5 separate regions of the Mus musculus genome follow, and regions 1, 2, 3 and 5 are each linked to region 4. The links are chromatin contacts, called in public HiChIP or PLAC-seq maps. All regions are on one chromosome and are shown on one strand. The core of a region is the stretch at or near the end of the contact, and the rest is flanking DNA. Distances in the headings are between cores, read along the strand shown. Region 1 holds the start of Slc29a1 (solute carrier family 29 (nucleoside transporters), member 1). Region 2 has its middle 3.4 kb from the start of Gm46607. Region 3 overlaps F630040K05Rik (RIKEN cDNA F630040K05 gene). Region 4 has its middle 37 kb from the start of Mrps18a. Region 5 overlaps Gm35456 (a long non-coding RNA gene).

Evidence for each region. HiChIP or PLAC-seq counts read pairs in DNA pulled down with a chosen protein or histone mark.
Region 1: a FOXA1 HiChIP or PLAC-seq map of pancreatic cancer cells shows a contact between it and region 4. The contact joins the promoter of Slc29a1 here to the enhancer-like site in region 4. A contact is called at or near these places in 10 of 39 promoter capture datasets (the 3T3-L1 cell line, the C10 cell line, the HPC-7 cell line and 5 more), 4 of 115 datasets of contacts at active chromatin or transcription factors (bone marrow-derived macrophages, memory CD8 T cells, pancreatic cancer cells and 1 more) and 4 of 9 other capture datasets (adipose tissue, liver, macrophages and 1 more).
Region 2: a FOXA1 HiChIP or PLAC-seq map of pancreatic cancer cells shows a contact between it and region 4. The contact joins two enhancer-like sites. A contact is called at or near these places in 1 of 15 datasets of contacts at CTCF or cohesin (the NIH/3T3 cell line), 1 of 484 Hi-C or Micro-C datasets (bone marrow-derived macrophages), 6 of 115 datasets of contacts at active chromatin or transcription factors (craniofacial prominence, embryonic hindbrain, embryonic stem cells and 2 more) and 1 of 9 other capture datasets (embryonic stem cells).
Region 3: an HNF4G HiChIP or PLAC-seq map of pancreatic cancer cells shows a contact between it and region 4. The contact joins two enhancer-like sites. A contact is called at or near these places in 1 of 15 datasets of contacts at CTCF or cohesin (the NIH/3T3 cell line), 1 of 484 Hi-C or Micro-C datasets (bone marrow-derived macrophages) and 15 of 115 datasets of contacts at active chromatin or transcription factors (bone marrow-derived macrophages, craniofacial prominence, double positive thymocytes and 9 more).
Region 5: a contact with region 4 is called in an H3K4me3 HiChIP or PLAC-seq map of bone marrow-derived macrophages, with 4 times the contacts expected there. The contact joins two enhancer-like sites. A contact is called at or near these places in 1 of 15 datasets of contacts at CTCF or cohesin (the NIH/3T3 cell line), 1 of 484 Hi-C or Micro-C datasets (bone marrow-derived macrophages), 7 of 115 datasets of contacts at active chromatin or transcription factors (bone marrow-derived macrophages, double positive thymocytes, embryonic basal ganglia and 3 more) and 2 of 9 other capture datasets (adipose tissue and liver).

Annotation. Positions count from the first base shown.
Region 1 is chr17:45,593,028-45,596,782 of GRCm38.p6, forward strand. It overlaps Slc29a1 (solute carrier family 29 (nucleoside transporters), member 1), which reads right to left and starts at 2,503. Exons shown (of 14, transcript NM_001357771.2): 1 at 2,455-2,503; 2 at 305-405.
Region 2 is chr17:45,783,630-45,787,129 of GRCm38.p6, forward strand. No RefSeq gene overlaps it. Among named protein-coding and RNA genes, the nearest start is that of Gm46607, 3.4 kb to the right of the region's middle. Within about 2 kb of position 1,477, at least 20 of the 459 cell types and tissues checked have an H3K27ac peak or open chromatin away from gene starts, as enhancers often do. A contact at or near this core is called in pancreatic cancer cells, where this site is marked.
Region 3 is chr17:45,765,989-45,770,075 of GRCm38.p6, forward strand. All of the region lies in intron 2 of F630040K05Rik (RIKEN cDNA F630040K05 gene), which reads left to right. Among named protein-coding and RNA genes, the nearest start is that of Gm46607, 21 kb to the right of the region's middle. Within about 2 kb of position 1,448, at least 230 of the 459 cell types and tissues checked have an H3K27ac peak or open chromatin away from gene starts, as enhancers often do. A contact at or near this core is called in the NIH/3T3 cell line, bone marrow-derived macrophages, craniofacial prominence and 3 more, where this site is marked.
Region 4 is chr17:46,071,886-46,075,699 of GRCm38.p6, forward strand. No RefSeq gene overlaps it. Among named protein-coding and RNA genes, the nearest start is that of Mrps18a, 37 kb to the right of the region's middle. Within about 2 kb of position 2,251, at least 230 of the 459 cell types and tissues checked have an H3K27ac peak or open chromatin away from gene starts, as enhancers often do. A contact at or near this core is called in the HPC-7 cell line, the NIH/3T3 cell line, adipose tissue and 10 more, where this site is marked.
Region 5 is chr17:45,700,928-45,704,933 of GRCm38.p6, forward strand. Gm35456 (a long non-coding RNA gene) reads right to left here. Exons shown (of 7, transcript XR_385596.4): 7 at 2,201-2,446. Among named protein-coding and RNA genes, the nearest start is that of Mrpl14, 17 kb to the left of the region's middle. Within about 2 kb of position 2,509, at least 90 of the 459 cell types and tissues checked have an H3K27ac peak or open chromatin away from gene starts, as enhancers often do. A contact at or near this core is called in bone marrow-derived macrophages and liver, where this site is marked.

The sequences.
Region 1 (3,755 bases), core at 1,253-3,752, 480 kb before region 4:
TTCCAGAATGTTCCTTTCTTCCCCCCCCCACCCCCAGTTCCTTTCTCAGTCCAAGGCCACTAACTATCCTCTTCCCGTGTCTGACAGTGGCTTTGAAGGGAAATTTGGAAAGCTAGCATCGTGCTCCCAGAGCTCCTAACCAAACCCTTGACATGCTGCCCTGTGCCTCACTCTCAAAGAGGAGATAACAGCACCAGTGGGCTAGTCCTGTAAGGAAGAAGCATATTCAAGGGACACCCCACCCATCAGACTGCTATTTCTTTGTCTAGGGCAAGCTGCTCTAGATCCCCATCTCATCACTCACCAAATTTATAGACTCGATGTTGGCAGGACGGTGAGAGCCAAAGGTACCTGGGCGTTCCCCAGGAAGGGGTCCTGGCTCAGGCTCAGGCAGGAGGTTGGGTCCTAGGTGAGGGTCCAGAGTGGAAAAGTTGGCCAAGGCTTATCGGGAGAGAATCCCTCAGGCCTCAAGGGGCCCCCATTCAGCGGGGGTCTCACAAGCTAAGAAGCTGCAGAAGCTAAAAGTACCAGCGAAGCTGGGAGAGATAAAGGGCCACCCTGTAGCTGGGAGATAAGACAGCAGCCCAAGCAACCGGCTCAGCAGGGGATCTAAGCCTGTGGCAGCCAGGTCAGCTCTCAGGTGCAGCTAGAACTTCAGTCCCCGCCCACCCAGACAGGCGTCACAGCTGGTCACCCTGAGGCCCTATAGCCGCTTTTCTATTCTGCTGTGGGTGAAACCCAGACGGGCCAAATCCCTCAGTACTGGACAGCAAAGCCACACACCTCCAGAAGGAGGCAGAAGGCTCCTGCTGTTGGTTAAGGACTATTTGCTGAGGGTCTCTGTGGGTCCGCCAGGCATCCTCCTAGGCACTGGGGACAGAGCAGCAGCAAACAGTAGCACTGCTATTTATCTAGGACAAGAGGGTTCTGCTGCGGCTGCGGGGAGCCTGAGGACTCAGGTTTCTATTAGATAGTAGGGAAGGGACCCCATCAAAACATAGCTAATTCTCCACCGAGCACCCCACACCTCTCCCATGCACCAGCAAAAGTGAATACAGCCACAAGCCAGAGGGAGGCTAACTCTTCCATCATAAAACTGGCTTAGGCTTGGACAAGTATACACATACATATACACACACACACACACACACACACACACACACACACACACACACATCACTTCTCCCCTTGCAGAAATTCCCACCTCTCGGGTTCCACCCACATCCAAACATTCCATTTGCTGCTTAGGGGCTTTCTTTACTTTTGTCCCAGTAGAGATCTGATAGCAGTTCAGGGCCTCTGGTATCATTTCAGCCATGCCTTGACCTGCCGAGATGGAGAGGCCCTGAAAGCTATCGCCCATCTGAGGCCTTCCTGCGTCCTAAGGGTCCTCTCACATAGCTCAGTTTCTCAGCCTAGTTTCTGCTACATCGGAATCTTCTCTTGAAATCTGAGGATGCCCCTCTTCCAGCTGCCCCGTTTCTACTAAACAGTTAGGGCGATTGAGGTTTAAAGAGGCTCCATCACTTGAGAAAGCCCGCAGAGCTGGTGAATGGGGGTGACAGCATCAATACTCAATGTACCGATCATTCTAGATTCCTTCTCAAGTGGGGAAGGCAAAATTAACAAGGCTCCTCAGCTATTCGTGTAGGCTTCCAGGAAGGCAACAGTGCTCCAATTAAAGGGTTAAAACAAGTGGGAGATTCAGGCCATTCTTTCACATAACATTAGTTTCAGAGTCATGACAACTCACAACCATTCCACCACGCATATATTATTGTATGCAAAGGTCACACAAGCAGGACAAGAGGAACAGGACGGAAGGAGGGTTAATGGAGAAGAGGGGGTTGGCTCAGGCTTGGCAAGAGGACCCGAATGGGGTATAAGGTGCAGGGGTGGAGAGAGCCTTCATCCAAAGGAAGCCTGGGTGTGCGCGTCAGTCCTTTATCTTGTCACACGTTCACTCTCCGCGTAGAGTAAATGAGGACTCGCCCAGGAAAGGGAGGCCAGGAACAGGAGTTTAGTCTGTAAATGGCCAGCTAGCTCCCTTCACGTCCATTTGTATTCCCGCATTCCCCATCCTCCTGCCTCGGGGCAGAAGGCAACACAACCCCTCCCTCTAGTTCACACAGGACTGTAGCATTGAACTACCCACACGCCGATCCTCTGCGGAAGTCAACACAGCGACAGTCGCTTCCAGGCCCAGAAGCCAGGCTGTCTTGGGCCCAGCTCCGCCCTGGTCCCCACAAAAGGAGAGTCCCCCTACCCAGAGCCAGGCCCATGCGCGCCACGTGCTGGCGCTGCTCTGCACGCGCCGCGTGGGGGCCGCACCCCAAAGTCCCTGTCGCGGCCTCGGAGCTGGCAGACCGGGCCTCCTTTTCCCTCCTGGCAAGCCGGACACTCCACTCTCTACCCCGGAGTCCCCAACATGTCCCACCCAAGCCCTACGAGCACCTGCTGGAGAAGGACACCTCCGGCGACGAAATCTGCGCGCTTGGCCAGCGCTTCCCGCGCCCGCCCGAGCGCTTTCAAACCCGCCCTCTGCTGGGTCCGCCCCGGGCCCGTGGGAGCCACCTCCTCCCGGCGACAGCCCCGCCCCCAGGCTCCTCGCCGCCCCCTCAACAGTTCACCGGCTCCCAGTCAGAGACCCTACGCCTAGGGCCGCCAGGGCTGCTGGCTTCGATGGCGGAGCACGTCTTTGGACCCTTCCCAACTGTCACCCGGACACGCGAGCCTGGGAGGGGGGCACGGGCCCCCCACTGCGTACCCCTAATTTCCGCGCTGGCCCTGCGCTCCTAACTCCTACACATTCCACGGCGGGACTCTTGCACAGACAGGCCCTCTGCTCACCCAGGTCCAGACGCCCCCACAAGCCACGCTCCACCTCAGGTGTTCCGTTATCCCTCTCCGAACCCCGCCCACGCCATTATTCACACTCCACCGTTTTACTGCTAGCAACCCCCTCACACACACACACACACACACACCCTTCTAATACATCCTTTTTCCTTTCCACTCCTCCTTTTCCCTTCAAGAAGACTTTCTGGGATACCTCAGATTTGAGCGTTCTGGAACCCAGACGCTGGAGGTGTTTTGTTTTCTCTCTCCTGCCCTCAGACTCGCCGCACACCACACAAACAGCATCTCTCCCCCCCCCATCCCCATGTTGCCTTGAAGGCTCCTTTATGAAGGCATAAGAGGACAGCCCTGAGGCCTCTAAGAAAACTGAAACACAGCTGGAGACCGGAGAAAGGGGAGCCAGGAAGAAAGGCCTCACATCCTGCACATCTTTGTCCTAGCCAGCATTTCACTGTCCCATGTCCCATCCCAAGATAACCCTCGGGGCTAGAAGCCTTGCTGAGCCTCTTACCATTCATACCCCTCCCCTTCCTTCCTTCCCCCCCCCCCCCCCGCTGGGGTACAAAGGAGGAGGGACCCCCTACAGTAGCACTCCCTACTGATGTATCCCAGAAGTTGGGGAGGGTCCTGAGGCAAGAACATCCCATCCAGATTGCCTGTCTCACCCCACCTCCCTAAGGAACCTGTGCTCCAGAGAAACCATTGGAGCTAATTAACAATTACCAGTGCTAACATCGTAGGGAAAAGACGCACTCAGTCTCCCCAGAGGACGACTGAGCCCTTAGGAGGTAGCTGACTCTGTAGGACAGTGGGTTCTCTCAAGCTGCTCTGGTGGGGGCGTATACAGCCTTCCTGCTCCCACAGAGATGACACATCTCCCCACTAGCACTAAGCAA
Region 2 (3,500 bases), core at 227-2,726, 290 kb before region 4:
TCCGTTCACATGGTCTTTTAAGAGAAGGGGAGGTGACCCTATGGCTTCGTTTCTATCACTGGTAGGAGACAGACATCTTCCTTTTCTTCTCTCGAGCAAAGATTAAGAACATACAAATGGGGAGGGGAGCGGGGAACTAGAACTTTAGCTCAGTGAGTAAAGTGCTTGTCTGTGCAAGCAAAAGGACCCGGGTTCGGATCTCAGGCACACACGTAAAACTCAGGCACCGTGGCACACATCTGTAATTTCAGTGCTAGAAGGCAGGTGGAGACCTGAGGATCCCAGGTGGGTGGGGCTGGGAGAAGCTCACTGGCCAGCCAGTCTGGTCGGAAACATTGAGCTCCAGGTTCAGTGAGAGAACCTGTCTCAAAAACTAAGGTGAAGATCGACTGAAGAAGACGTCAGATGCTGAACTCTGGCCTACATATGTGTATGTATGGGTGAATGTACCCACATGTACATGCATGCACAACACACACACACACATACACACACACTCGAACATAGATATAAGCACAGTGCTGGGACTCTAGGCAGAATGAGGAAGAGCATGGTTGACTGTGTCTAGCCAGAAAGGCCAGAGGAGACTAGACGGCTACCATGCCGGGAGCATTGAGGAGTTCTTATGAGCTTCTGGTATGTTTCAGAAGGGACACCTGGACTGGCTCTGTTTTCCAGACACAGGAACCTGGGAATACAGAGAGGAGGTGGTCACATGAGGAGGTTCTCTGTTACTAAACGAGGCTCAAGGCAGAAGAGCCAGGATGGCCTCGCTTGAAGGAGTCGGGTGCGATAGTCAGTGGGGGACCTTGGAATGAAAGGCAAGATAGATGCTGAAGGTTGGTCTTGGACAGGGAGCAAAGGCAGGCAGGATGCTAGGTAGCGTGAGGCGCCTGGGGCAGTTGAGTTGCTTCCACCAGCCAAAACCCAAGAGGGCTTTCCCTGGAACTCTCTTGCAAAATCATGGCGGCATCTCTACTGATGTGGCTTCCTGTGGAAAGTAGGTGCTGTTGGTGGGTCCTGGCATGAGCCTCACTCATTTCCAGTCTCCTCAATTTCTGTACCAGGCCCAAGCCTCCAGGGGGAAGCTTCTAGAAAACACATCCCAGATGTGCTGAGGGAGACGGAGCCAAGAGAGCAGGATGACTACTCTTTTGAGAAAGGATGCCATTTCCCCTTTGGATCAACAACTTGGTGTTGCTTAGAGAAAACGACACCTCCCATCCTAGATCTGGGGATCCCTGGGCTTGGAGAATCCTTTTCTAAACCTTGCTAGAAGCAGGTTTGCAGAAGGCGGCGATCTGGCAAAGGGGAAGCCAGAGGGAACAGTCTCTGCTTTTAAGGACTCGTGAGGTTCTCCTGATTTCAAGATCTATAGACTTAATCATGTCTGTGAAGTCCCCTTGGCCTGGTGACACAACAGTCATAAGTTCCGGGCATTAGGGGGTGTGGCTCACCACAGTGTTTATTCTATCAGCCGTATCTTTGGCATGTTATCTTTGTAAAGCCATACTTATGAACGTATGCAGTACTGTCTGCTGGCAGCTCAGGATATTTCCCTCCCTTTTCTGCCCAGGAGGGGCCAGAAGCCAGAGAACGAGAGTCCTCAGAATCCCCTGGGTGCCAAAGAGCGACACCGCCACAGGCTTCGGTGAATGGAAAAGAAGCTCCAGTGTTGCTCACCGTCTGAGGGCAGATGCGTGGGCTTTGGCAGATACAGGATTTAGGCTTTTGCGTTGCTTTGATCCTGGAGGCTCAGGTGTCTTGTGGTTTCAGCCACTTCCTGACTTCCTAAGACCTAACAGGAAAGCTGAGCCATCCCTTCCCAGCGTTGTAAATATAGAATCCCCTGTGTTTAAGCAGAGCAGAGCACCTGAAGTGGTCTCCATGTTCTTGACTAACGCAGTGCCTTGTTGATGATCACGATTTATGACCTGCTGGCTTGTACTTAATAAGATGCACCAACAAATCTGTCCGAGGGTCATGGAGTATTCAAATTTTGGTGATTACCTGATTGCAGAAGTGTTTCCTGGTTTTGGTATTATGTCCACATAGTCAAGAACCGCTCTCCCTGCACACCCACACAACCCCCTCCCTGCTTGGCAGTGAAACTGAATGCACTGTCAGACATATTTACTCAGAACACATTCTTGAAATGCAATGTTTTAGTTGAAAGACATTCACTTTTTGAAAGCATTCGTGCCTGTTTCCAGAGAAGTCTTCTGTGTTGTCTTATTTTGGCCTATAGGACATGATTCTCCACGCTTTCTTCCCCAGCTCAGTTCCTTCCTTCCTTCCTTCCTTCCTTCCTTCCTTCCTTCCTTCCTTCCTTCCCTCCTCCTCCTCCTCCTCCTCCTCCTCCTCCTTCTCCTCCTCCTCCGACCCAGGCACTGAACTCAGTCTTGTCCATGTCTGTCAAGTGCTTTGCACCTGAGCCACATTCCTAGTCTAACCTGGGCTTCCTTCTCTTTTTCTACAGCACAGTGCAGATGGTGAGTGAATCTGACTGCTTCTGCCTTCAGAATGCATCCACAGCCCTCGAGGGTCACCATCGCCATGTGATCAGGCCTGCATCCCATCTCAGCTGGATCTGACAGTGGCTCGGAACCATCCCCGCCTTGCTCAGCTTCCCCTCATCCTCAGTAGCCAGAGATTTTGCTCAACTGTACTCCAGACCATGCCATGCTTAGCTCAGATAGAGACCCTCATCTCCTCCAGGAAAAAAAAAGCCAGCACATGGCTGTTCATGAAACCCTACCTAACCAACCCCTATTGCTCCTCTGACCTCCCCATCCTACTCCTTGGTTCGTTGTCCAGCTTGCCCCTTGAACCTTCTTGTTTCTTGGGTGTTCCAGGTGAGAGACCGTGATGAACACCTGTACCAGTTGTCCCCTTTGCCTGGACAATTCACCCAGACATCTACAAGTGGGGCTCCTTTGTCCTGTCATTTGTCCTTGAGCAGGGACTTCTCTGAACCTCCTGCCTAGCAACCTTTCACGTTCCATTTCTGGTTCACTCCATAGTACCTACCGCTGTCTATCTTCAGACAGTGTCTCCTGTCCTCTGGTTCTCGGCTATGTGCATTGTGTAAATACTGGAGAGCTATCGCCACTGGCTATAAGTGTGAGTTGAATGTAGACGTGAACTTGGGACATTTGCTGAGCCTGCTGCACCCTGTTTGTGCTGTTGTTTGTCCAACGTAAAACTAATTTCTTTCTTTCTTCCTCCCCCCCTGTCCCCCCATATTTTAGACAAGATCTTACCCCATAGGTCTGGTTGGCCTAGAACTCCCTATGTAGATAACCTGGCCTTGAACTCACAGAGATCCTCATGCCTTCGCTTCCCGAGTGCTAGGACTAGAGGTGTGTGCTACCATGCCTGGCTTCCAGTGTGAACTACTGTGTTTCCCTTGTGAAGCATACGACACAAAGTCACTCAACCTCAGGAGACACTAGGCAGTGCATACGGTGGAAGGCAAAAAGCATCACTTTATTATTAGC
Region 3 (4,087 bases), core at 198-2,697, 310 kb before region 4:
GAACCTTGCCTGAAGTGCCTGAGACAGAACAGCCATGAAGGCTGGCCTGACCAGGCTAGCCAAGGGGCAGGAGCAGGGCATTTTTCATTCATATTCCTGCCTCTGCATGGCAGCCCACATTGCCACCCCTGTTCCTGGGCTCCCAGCCTGATCCCAGGCTCTGCCTGCCCCTTGGCAGCCACCACCCAGCCTATCCACCCAGATACTTTCGAATTCCCATGCTTCTAACCGCTCCCTGGCCCCTGTGGGGTAGGTGTGCTGAAAGAGGCTCAGGCACAATGTGGATGTGTACATGTAAAACATATGTAGTACGTATGTGCCTATCTATGTACCTGAGTGTGTCTTGATGTGCATAGAAAGTGCACGTGAGCATGTGTTTGTGTGTGCATGGTTGTGTCTACGAGTCTGTGTATATGCATGAATGTAAAGTGAGTCTACATGAGTGTGTGTGTGTGTGTGTGTGTAGGTATAGGTTGTGTAGGTGTGAGAATATATGCACAACAGCTCATGTGAGTGAATGAGTGTAAGGGTGTATACCAAGGTGCATATGAGCCCATGTGAGTGTTTGAGGGGGTGGGGTAATGAGGAGTCAAATCTGCCCCCTCAACCCCCCCCCTGCCCGTTTTGAAAGGCACATGCTCCTTTTTTGGGGAGGAGGTCACATGCCAGTACTTCTTAGGACAGATCTTGTAAACTGAAGTTCCCCATTCCCATGGCTCGAATCCATGACCTGGATTAGGAGTGCAAGATAACAGCCATGCATTTTGGGGGGACCTCCTTCTCATCGAGCTGTGGGAGTGTCCAGAGTGCCCCAACTTGACCGTGGAGAGTGGAGCAGAGCTGAGGAGGGCTGCCGCTGATTCCAGGAGAATGGACCCCGTCATCGCTGAGGCTCCACTGGGAAGCTGGAGACTGGGAGGTCCTTTGGACAGTTTTTACTGTTCCCAGCCTCAGGCCTGGCCTGGATTTCCCTTGAGGGGACAGCGGGAGGGAACCGCAGGACTGGATTGGTTTATTCAATGAAGTAGCAACATCAGTGTGTTTCCTGCCAGCTTTTCTTCCCGCCTCACTTTCTTCTCAGAGAATAGAAACACCCAGGAGGGGTTTTCTTTCTCACTGGCAAGCCAGAGTGGGGGTGGCTGGGGCCCTGCTATTGGCCCAGGCCCTTGTCATTACAGGCACACCCCTTGGACTTGAGCCAACTCCAACTTCAGCAAAGGAGAGCAACTGTATTAGCAGCTTCCTGCCCAGCCCAGGGCTCTCACTGGGAGAGGCCCCATGACCTCTGCTTGAAAGGCCAAGGCTTTCTAAAGAGGCAGGTCAGTCCTGATCTCAGACTCTTGTTCCCGACTCTCTCTGGTCCCAGCTAGGTCTTGAAGTCACAATAGCAATAGGGCTCAGGGGGAGCAATATTATGCCAGGTTCAAATCCTGGTTCAGCCACGTGGTATTGAGCCACTTGGTACTGATAACTTCTCTGGTGCCTCCCACCTGTGACTAGGATATCCATAGGACTGACGTCATAGCTTTCGTTTTCTGTTTTTTTTCTTTCTGAGAGTCAATGAATTCTTGTTTGTTTGACCCTTGAACTTGACCTCAATCTGTATGAGTGGTTGTTAAACACTTGTCACTTCCCCAGGTATGAGCGGCTGAGGTGGAGGTTGCTGGAGGAGGGGCTGTCCGTCCGATTACCTGCTCATCCCCTGCTCTAAGCTCCACCCCCAAACCCAGAAGCCTCTGCCTTTTGACTTTCTTCTTCAACCTCTAAGTCCCATCCCGCCAGGCAGGTGGACGGCTCCGCCTTCATCTCAGACCAGTGATTGAGGAGGCTCCTCATTTCAGTCCCCCCCCCCCCCCCCCCCCCCCGTGGCTACAGTAGCCACTCCCAGGGCACCCCATATGGCCGGCCTCTCTCCAGTGCCTTGTAGCTCCCAGCTGCCCCAGGAAGGAAGTGGATGTTCTGTCCACTGGGCTGTGGCCTCAGGCTTTTGTTTGAGGCTAGAAGGGTTCATTCATGTAAACTCACACACCTTCCTGAAGCTATAGGTCTGATCAGGTTCGGGCCTCCCACACTGGGCTAGGGACTTTGTAGAGACTTCTCTTGCCTTCCAGGGACCTTCATCTCCCCCTCATTCTGGTTCTCTGCTCCTAAGACCTGTATCCTACCTGTGCTCTAAAATCGAGCCCCATCTTGACTCCCACTGGCAGTGCTATGAGGCCAAACTGGGAGGTTCAGCCACCCACATGTCCCAGAGGGTGCCTCATGGCCTTGGCTGCCTCTGTATAGCCTACCTCTCTGACTCCAGCACCTCCACTGGAGCTGCAGGCAGATGTATGACAGCCTTGTCATGAATGCTCAGGTCCTGCAAGAAGCCTGGCACGGCTGCTGCTGCTGCTGCTGCTGCTTCTGCTTCTTCTTCTTCTTCTTCTTCTTCTTCTTCTTCTTCTTCTTCTTCTTCTTCTCCTTCTCCTTCTCCTTCTCCTTCTCCTTCTCCTTCTCCTTCTCCTTCTCCTTCTCCTTCTCCTTCTCCTTCTCCTTCTCCTTCTCCTCCTCCTCCTCCTCCTCCTCCTCCTCCTTCTCCTTCCTCCCTCTACCCCTCCTTCTTCCTCCTCCCTCCTCCCCCTCCTTCCTCCTCCTCTTCTTCATGTTTTTTTTAAAGATTTATTTATTTTATGTATGTGAGTACACTGTCACTATCTTCAGACACACCAGAAGAGGGCATTGGATCCCATTACAGATGGTTGTGAGCCACCATGTGCTTGCTGGGACTTGAACTCAGGTCTGAGAAGTTAGCACTCTTAACTGCTGAGCCATCTTTCTAGTCCCAGGAGGCCTGGTTTGATGTCAAGAAGTCCATTTCAACTTTCTTCCCTAGCATGTCACATCTACTCTGTGTCCTCCTAAGCCTGGCAATGGGGCAGAGATGAAGAAGACCCAATAGGTCCCTCCCTCCAATCTTGTCTTCCCCTTGTCTCCCCCTCCTTTCTCTCTCTTTTGCTCAACTCCCTCTTGTTTCTCCCTCCCCCTGTTCACTCCCTTTTCCTTTCTTCCTTCTCTTCCTCTTGTCTTCTTCCTCTCTCCCACCTCCTCCTTTCACCCTCTTCCCTCTTTCCCCTCCCTCCTTCTTCCATTCCCTCTTCCTCTCCACCCTCCTCCATCTTTCCCCGAAGCATTGGTGAGCAGCTCCTGCAAACTGGTACAGACGGGCAGTGATTTTTTCAACTTGATTGGACCTAGGTTCCAAGACGGATGGGAGGTGGCTCTGGGTGGGTGTTCCAAGGCATTTCCTGGAAGGATTCGCTGAAGGAGAGGAGCTCCCTAGAGTAGGTGGTCCTTTCAGGCAGTGGCTGCTCCACTCTAAAGGAGTCTGAGAGATAAGCACAGTTGAGGTTGCTCCCTGTGGGTGCACACATCTACTCTGCCACATCCACCACCACATCTTTCCCTGCGTTTGGAACCCAGCTTCATCTTCCAATGGATTGGTGGCTCCCAGGAACCCTCCAGTCCCTCAGCATCAGACTGCAGACTGCTGAGGCCCCTAGCCCGGTGCACTGAGTAGCCTCAGGAGTCTCAGCCTCTTTAGCATGCCAACAGCCTATGTGGGACTCCCAGCCTGGAAAGTCAATCTAATAGATCCTAATATATATCCATTCAATCAGCTTAAAAGCCTTGACCAATATACATATTTATTGCATGATGGGGCTCAAGGAGTACTCACTGTAGTTCCCATATTCACCCTTGTTTTTTTGGGGGGGCTCCCTGAGCTGGAGATGAGGCCCCCAACATGCTGTCTTTGGCTCTCATAGATCCCCTGAATTCTTCATTCATTCCCATCCACACAGGAGGTGCCTGCTCTGGGAAAAGCGGTCAGCTTCAGGCTTCCATCACAGCAGTGGAGAGGAAGCTGGGTCTGGGAAGAGAGTTCTAGGTTGAGGAAAGGACACAGGCAAAGCCAGGAAGCGCCAGGAAGCGCCAGGAAGCGCCAGGAAGCACAACACTCTGGGGGGCAGGCCCTGGGCCAGGCAGAAAGATGGTTCCAGCAGTGCTGACTCACAGGGAAACTTCTAGGACAGTTGAAGGTTTCATT
Region 4 (3,814 bases), core at 1,001-3,500:
GCCCACAGTCTACACAGAGGCAGCAACCCAGACTGTAGAGAATTCTTCCCCGTCTCCCCTGGCTGAAGGCCTGGCACTGGTTCCCAGAGCCTACGTACACTGTGACTGAGCCAGGTCTTGTGGAGCAGATAATGAACAATCCCAAACCAAGCCCTGGGGACATCTCCACCCAATGGATCATTCCTTTTTTTTTTTCTTAATACTCTTTTCATCTTGATTTATTGTATATATGTGTGCACATGTATGAAAGCATTCGTGTCACAGCACATGGATGGAGATCAGAGGTTAATTTGCAGGAATCAGTTCTCTCCTCTACTGTGTGGGTTCCAGGAACTGAACCCAGGTCGTCAGGCTGGGTGGCAAGCCCCCTTCACCCACTGAGCCATCTCAGTGGCTCCCGAAAGGCGCCTCCTTTCCAGAAACATTTCTCTAAAGCCTCTAAAGCATCAGTGGGGGCTTGGGGGATGTGAATAAGATGAAGTCCCTACCCATGACATCTACACGGCATCATCCCATCCATCCAGCAGTGTTCTGAGCCATCTGGGAGACAGATGTGGAGCACATGAGGACATAAGTAGATCTCTGTTTTTATGACCCAGACCCTCAGGCTCATATTTGAGGATGCTAAGATAGATGTGGCTAGACTACGTCTGCCATTTACATTTGAGCTCAGTACCTACCCTCTCTGGGCTTCTGTTTGCTCTGACAGCTTTCTTGTCTGCCTGGCTGTGTGTATGTGAGGGTTGACACACCGAGAGTGCCATCTCAGGTGTTCTGGTTGTTCTACGTCAGCACCTAGACAGGTCGTCAACACACAGACAGTGCAGAATAGAGTGGTGGAGACCCAAGTCATCCTGGGAGCACGGAGAGGAGCGTCACAGTGCCAGGTGCCACTCAGCCAGAGAAAAAAGAGGGGTTGGACACAGATTCCCTCCCCACTTTATCTAGCCCTGCTTCTCTGGTACCCACTGGCCGCCCACAAGGAAAGTATCTCTCTAAGGGATAGCATAGGTGGGTAAAGGTAAAAACAAAAACAAACAAACAGAACCAGACCATGGTCTGAGGATGGAGCTCAGTGGGTTGAGCTCTTCCCTGGCAGTCAGAAAGCCCTGGGTTCGATCGCCAACATATAAACCAGGCATGGTGGACCACAACGTATGTAATCTCAGAAGTTGAGAGATGGAGGCAGGAGGTCCTCTGAGTTTCATGCTGTGGGATGTATGCACCACACGCATCATACACACACACACACACACACACACACACGCGCGCGCGGCAAATAAATAAAAAATAAATAGAATATAAAAACGTAAACCCCATCTCTCTTCATCAAAGATACACTCGTGGCCGTGGACCCACCCCTCACCAGGGCGGGCAAGACAGTGCCATGCCTTTCTTAGTCATGTCTTCCAGGGCCCTTGCTCTCCGAAGTGCCTGTGGCATCTGTGAGATGGTATAGGTAGGGGACAAAAAAAGCAAGGGCAACTCCCATTCAAATCCCTTCCTGGACCCTTTAGTTCCATGTCCCTGAGCGACCCTTTTGTCAGCCCCATGGAGGGAGGGCAAAGACTCCCCCTTCCAGATGGGTCCAGGGAGGCAAGAAGAACCTACATCATTCTTAGGCACTTGGCTCAAAATGGTAGTGAGCTGACAGGGTTAGAGAAACTGGACGGGCAACATTAGCGTTTGCCCTTTAACCTTTCCCCTCATTCTGCTTCACACATAGGTGTGCGGGGAAAGCCTAGTCCACAGAGACAGGGATGTAGGTCTCCAGTGGCTAGAGGAAGGAAAGACAGATACTGCTGCATAGAAGAAAGACTTGAATCTGAGGTAAGAGGTGCAGGTCTGCAGGACAGATAGGTGGAACTGGCAGGAGAGTTAGCTCTTGGAAAACACCGAGGGCAGGGCGGAAGTCAGCCGGTTCTCCACCCGTCACAACAGCATGCTAACATGGGACCATTCCTTGTCTACTAGTCTCTCCCCAACACCACCTGACCAGGCAGCCCCATTCCCAGTCCTGTGCCCACAAGGACCAGGATGTGGGCAATGCAAGCCAGACAAGCCCTGACGTAGACAGCCCCACGACCCCCAAACGCAGCCTCCTCCACAGCCGTAAGTCAAATAGTCCTTGTGGTTTGGCCACCAGCCAAGCGCCCACACCCCAGCTCACGGGACCGCAAACTTCCCTGTTGCATCAGGTTACACAGCGCGTGCACACAAGCCGGGAGCTTGTTACACAACCTTGGTGCGCGCGCTCGACACCCACACCCTCCGGGTAGCCTGCGGGTCACACAGAGGAAACCGCAGCCTTGTGTGTATAGGGCACAGGCTCTATTCCAGACTTTTGGCATCCAGACCCGGAGGATGGACGGGTAGAGAGTGTGTGTTTGGGGGAGGGAGGTGGGGTAGGGTGGGGTGGGGTGAAGACTCCTGGCTGGGAGCCAGGGGCTGGGAGCTCTCCCAGTGCCTTGCTTGCTATGGAACCTCAGGAGCTCACATTTGGGAGCCTGCTTCCTTCCTTCTACCACGACGGTCCAGATGTCCCCACCCTCAGTGCGAGTTAGTTTCCTCAAACCCCTACCAACCTTTCTTTTTTAATGAAAGCAGAGACGGGGCGTTAGATGAGAGGACTTCTAAATGAGCTTTTCTTATTTTATTACACACATTAGTTTTAATCTGGTCAGTTCTCCCATCATGTGTGTTCTGGGTCTTGCACTTCAGTTGGTCAGACCTGGCATGAAGCACCTTTGCCCTCTGAGCCATCCCACCTGTCCTAAGGGGGCCTTTTCTGTTGGAACTCTTCCAGAAGAACTGAGCCCCTCTGTCAAGCTTAGGGAAGGAAATTTTCTTCTGTGCACTTTTTTAAATAATAATTTTTATTAGAATACAATTACATCATTCTCTGTGCACTTGTTCTTTGCATTATCTTAGAGGAAACATGTTTCACTCTACTTTATAGTAAGTGGGGGAGGGGTGCAGTTGAGACATGAACCTCCCTAGGACCCACATGCCCTCTAACCCAGATAGGACTGTAAACTGGTGTTTCGCTAAGCATTTGTGGCAACACAGGTGCAGATAAACTCAGGGGACCTTGATAAAATGAGGTTTACACGTTTCCTATCCTTGGTTACCAACCTGCTGAGCCAGAACAAGAAGAGAGATGCCTTGGGCCCAGGTGGCTTCTATAGAAGGCATCCCTAGAGACTTTCCAGGTCCTGCTGGAAGCTGGGCTCAGTAGGCCATGAGCTCAGGCAGCTGTGGAGGCCTACAAGGACATCAGGGCCAGATGACCAAGATAGTCACTTTCAACTACATGAGGCAAACCTCAAGCACCTGTCCAGAACTGGTCCTGCACCCTGGCTATGCAGACAGGTAATGATGCAAGAGGCCCACTACCTTGCTAAAGTTACTTAGATCTGCAGTGACCCCTGCTGGCTCTAGGCAAATCAGCCATCTGGCGAGAAGGCCAGGCCCTCCTGTCCCCTCTCCACCATCTATCTGCCTTTCTGTCATGCTCCGCATTAGCTTTGACCCAGCCCCGTCAGGATTCCCCCATGACCACACCCCACTAACAGGGTCTCCCTTCTTCCTTCCATCCCTATAGGCAGAATATTGCCTATAGGCAACATGTTACTGAGTTCTGGGGCCAGTCCTGGGGATGTAACTACACAGGACTCAAGGGCAGTCAACCCTGGAAGATCAAGGCCACCACACTAATAGCAAACCTTCCTCGACTTTCCCAGGAAGGGAGCCAACCCCTTATGGTAGATGATCCCTAAGAAATAAACACCATCCCTATATCAGCCCAGTTCTC
Region 5 (4,006 bases), core at 1,259-3,758, 370 kb before region 4:
CCCCTCCCCTGCCTCCCGGCTGCTGAAGCTCACCACTGTCCTCTGAGTGACTCTTATCCGTGTTGTCCCCTCTGGTCTCTTATGGACTTAAGCGCTCCTCCCAAGGTGTTCTGTGCTGACCACTAGAAGCCTGTGGTTTCAACACAGGCTAGTGCCTGTGACGCAGGGCCCTGGAGCACACTGCCCAGAATAGCCCCGGCCTGGTTGCCCTTCCAGCCGTCCTATCACTTTGCAAAGGGAGATCTAATTTGTAGCTTACCCCCAACCCCCACCATGCCCACAGCCGGTACTTTCTTTGCCCATGAAATATTTATAATCACAGATTATGTTTCCTTGGGAGTGTAAGCTTGCTTTTGTTTGTTCCCCTTCTGTGCCCTTAAGAAAGCCACCCCTGTCGGGTTGTAGGCCTCACTCGTCTTCCAGAGTTACCAGGGACTTCCTTGCACTGTCTTTGCTGGTGTCCTGCCCACCCACGGTGTGACTCTGCCACATTGCTACAGAAGGACTGCGGGTGGGAAAGGTTCCTAGCTCAGCATCTGCAGTTGGGAACCGGTCACTGGCTCGCTGTGTGTCTCTCGGCAAGCCACAGGCTCAGGCTGAAGGGGAGACACAGCTCATCCTTGGATGGCCTGGTACTCAGGGCGTCTGGTTAACGGCTTCACTTTGCAGAACCAGGCTGACACTAACTATAAGCGTCCTTGTCCCATCCACTCAGAAGGATGTGTGCATGGCTACAGATAGGGACCTGGCCAAAGCATCCCTAGAGGCTGTCTGTCTCTGGCAGGAGCGTCAGATGGTCTTTTCTGACATCCCCAATGCCATCAGCCCTGCCTCCAGCATGGTCTTGGCTTTCTTCACCTCCTATGTTCCTTCGTGGTCCTTGTTTAGAGAACCCTAGAGTGTCTCCTGCTGTAGTGCAAGCTGGCTTTGGAGCTTTCTGTGTAGACCGGGCTGACCTCGTTCATACTTGCACACCTGCCTCGGCCTCCCGCATACTGGGGTTATGGCTATGTGGCACGTGGTGCTAGGCCTGGCGCAGGCTGAGAAAAGATGGAAATTGCATTACTCTGGAGTCCAGTGCACAGCTGGAGTGATACTCGCATCCGTACGTCTGTGCATCCCATCTGTACATCCATCCCACAGCCTCTTTCCTTTCCCTAACTCTGTAATTCGCTCTTCAACCAAGAAAGAACTGGTGTTCTGTTTCCTTCTCTCCCACCCGTTTGGCTGTGGACCATTGGTTCGTTCTCAGCCTTTGCGACGTATTTTTGCTAAACGGTTTTACCAAATTTGAGTCGCTTCCTCTGCCTTTCCTGCAGATGAAAGGGATTATGGGCTTGCTTCACCCGTTCAGGGTTGTGATGACCTCTTGCCATTTGCTTGACAGTCTGACAGGCCGTCTGTCTTCTTGGATGGCTTTTTGAAGAGGAAACACTGACTTTGAGAATTTGAAAAGAGCTCTTGCATAATTGGGATACCCTCGGGTATTATGAAACCTGGAGTGGCCAAGTGCTTGAGGCCCAATATTTACATGCCAAACAGAGGGAGGCAACCCTTGCTCACCCAGGAAGGAGGGGCCAGATGGCCGTTTGTTACCTGGGCCCTGCCCATTCCACCTGCCAGATTCCTATTGATTTTACCTTGCTTTCCCAGAGCTGCTTGGCCTAGGAAGCCAAGGCTGGCCCTTCTCTCCCAGATGCTAGCCTTAGCACTGGCTGCCACACCTAGCCTCTGGTGGATTTTCAGAGCTGGGAGTAGACTGTACTGCCCTTTCTGGGTTAATTCAGTGCCTTCCTGGCTAGCCTCAGCTGATGTCCGGAAAGGGGTGGGCATGTCGGAGCCAAGGAGTGAGCTCTGTGTGTCCATAAATCTTCCCAGTGTTCCGTTCATAAGAAACACTAACTGAGTTTGCTGCCAGCCCTGGTTCAAGGGTGTGGTGAGAGAAGAATGCTTAAATTGAGGTTTTAGGGTTCTTTGTAGGGCCTCTTTTTCCGGGACAGGTCCCTGTAATTATAGATAGTCTTGTGGTTTCCCAATGATCCCAAACAACCTTTGCTGCACACCTCCCAGCCCATGGGCACCCTTTGTATTTAATCTTTTTCAGAGACTTTGTGTGTGAATATGTTCATTTTTGTCAGAGATACAAACTAATTTTAGCCCCCATTCTCTCCAAAGCGTCATATGTTTCTGGGTTTGAAATATTTATTTTTATTTTATGTTTCTTAGAGGCCAGAAGAGGTGTCTGATCTCCTAGAGCTGGAGTTACAAGTGCTGGAAGCCAGGGGTCCTTAGGGAGACCCCTTCCCTGACAAACCACCCAAGAGAAGCGACTTTAAAGCAGGGAAGACCTCCTCTGGTTTGTGGTTTCAGGCCACGGTCAGCTGTTCCATTGCTCTGAGGCCTATGATGAGGCACAGCATGGAGAAGGCTCCTCCCATCCCAGGGCCTGCAGAGCAGAGAGAGGAAAGTGTTAACCTCCCATTGTCACTTTCAACCACAAGCTGCCAGGGCCTAACTTCCTTACACTAGGCCCTCCCACACAGGGCCAACAGGGGACCGAGCTCTTCCACGCGAGCCTATAGGGACATTGAAGACCTCGGTCACGGAATTGCTGTTAGGCTGTGAGGATTTGGAGGTTTCCATTTCAAGGTTCTGTGCTCGGGATGGAGACGAGTTGGCAGAGTGCTTGCCCAGCGTGCATGGAGGCCTGGGCTTGATCCCCAGTGCTATTCCACACAAGTGTGGGTGCATGCCTCTAACCCCGGTGCTCAGGAGGCAGAGGTAAGAGGATCGATCACGAGTTTAAGGTCATCCTCGGCTAAGTTTGAAGTCACCCTGGGCTACATGAGACCCTACCTTTTTTTTTTTTTCTCCCTTAAAAGGGTTAGATTTAAAAATCTAATGCTCAGAGATGCAGAGGGAGTCTTTCTCCTAGGTCAAGGCTTCATTGTAGTCAGCTGACATAAGGCTTAAGGATGGTTTATTTCAGAGCCAGGCTGAAGTAAACTTACCAGCCTTCCCTATGACCATGGAGATGTGAGGGCTAAAGAACTTCCTGAGGGATTGGAGAGATGGCTCAGTAGTTAAGCATGTGGCATGCAAGCCTGAGGCCAGATACCCAGCACCCATGACATGCTGGGTGGGCATGGGAGCCTGCCTGTTACTCCAGCTTAGGAAGGTAGATACAGACTGGCCATATCATGTAGCTCTGGGTTTGATTGAGCACCCCTGCCTCCATGAATCAGGTGGAAGAGCTCATGACCTTCACATGTACATGTCCCCACAGACATGTGGCCAAACACATGCACAACACATGTAGGAAAAGTGTGTGTGTGTGAAAGAGAGAAAGAGAGAGAGAGAGAGAGAGAGAGAGAGAGAGAGAGAGAGAGAGAGAGAAAGTTCCCAAACATTATGTATGAAAATAGCAGCTTTGGAGCTGGAGAGATGGCTCAGCAGTTGATAGTACGGCCAACTTGCTCTTCCAGAGGTCCTGAGTTCAATTCCCAGCAACCACATGATGGCTCACAATCATCTGTAATGGGATCTGATGCCCTCTTCTGGTGTGTCTGAAGACAGCTACAGTGTACTCACATACATAAAATAAATAAATAAATAAATCAGGAAGGAAGGAGAGAGAGTGAAAGAGAGACAGAGACAGAAAGAAAAAAAAAAGAAAGAGAGAAAGAAAGAAAGAAAGAAAGAAGGAAGAAGGAAAAAGGAAAATGGCAGTTTTGGGACATATCAAGGTCTTCAGATCCTTAGCCTGGCTTGCTTTCTCCCTGAGTCAGGGGACCCCTAGGGCTCTTTCACCTCTGATGCTGAAGAATTTGCTGGAACATGCTTTGAGAGTTAGCCCAAGTGTCATATGCCTATAATCCCACAGTGTGAGAGGTAGAGGCAGGAAGGTCGGGAGTTTGAGGCAAAACCCCATTTCAAAATGAGACAACAGAAAACTCTCCCAAAACAAGACAAAAAACCCTGTGGATGGGACTAGCCTAAGAAGCTG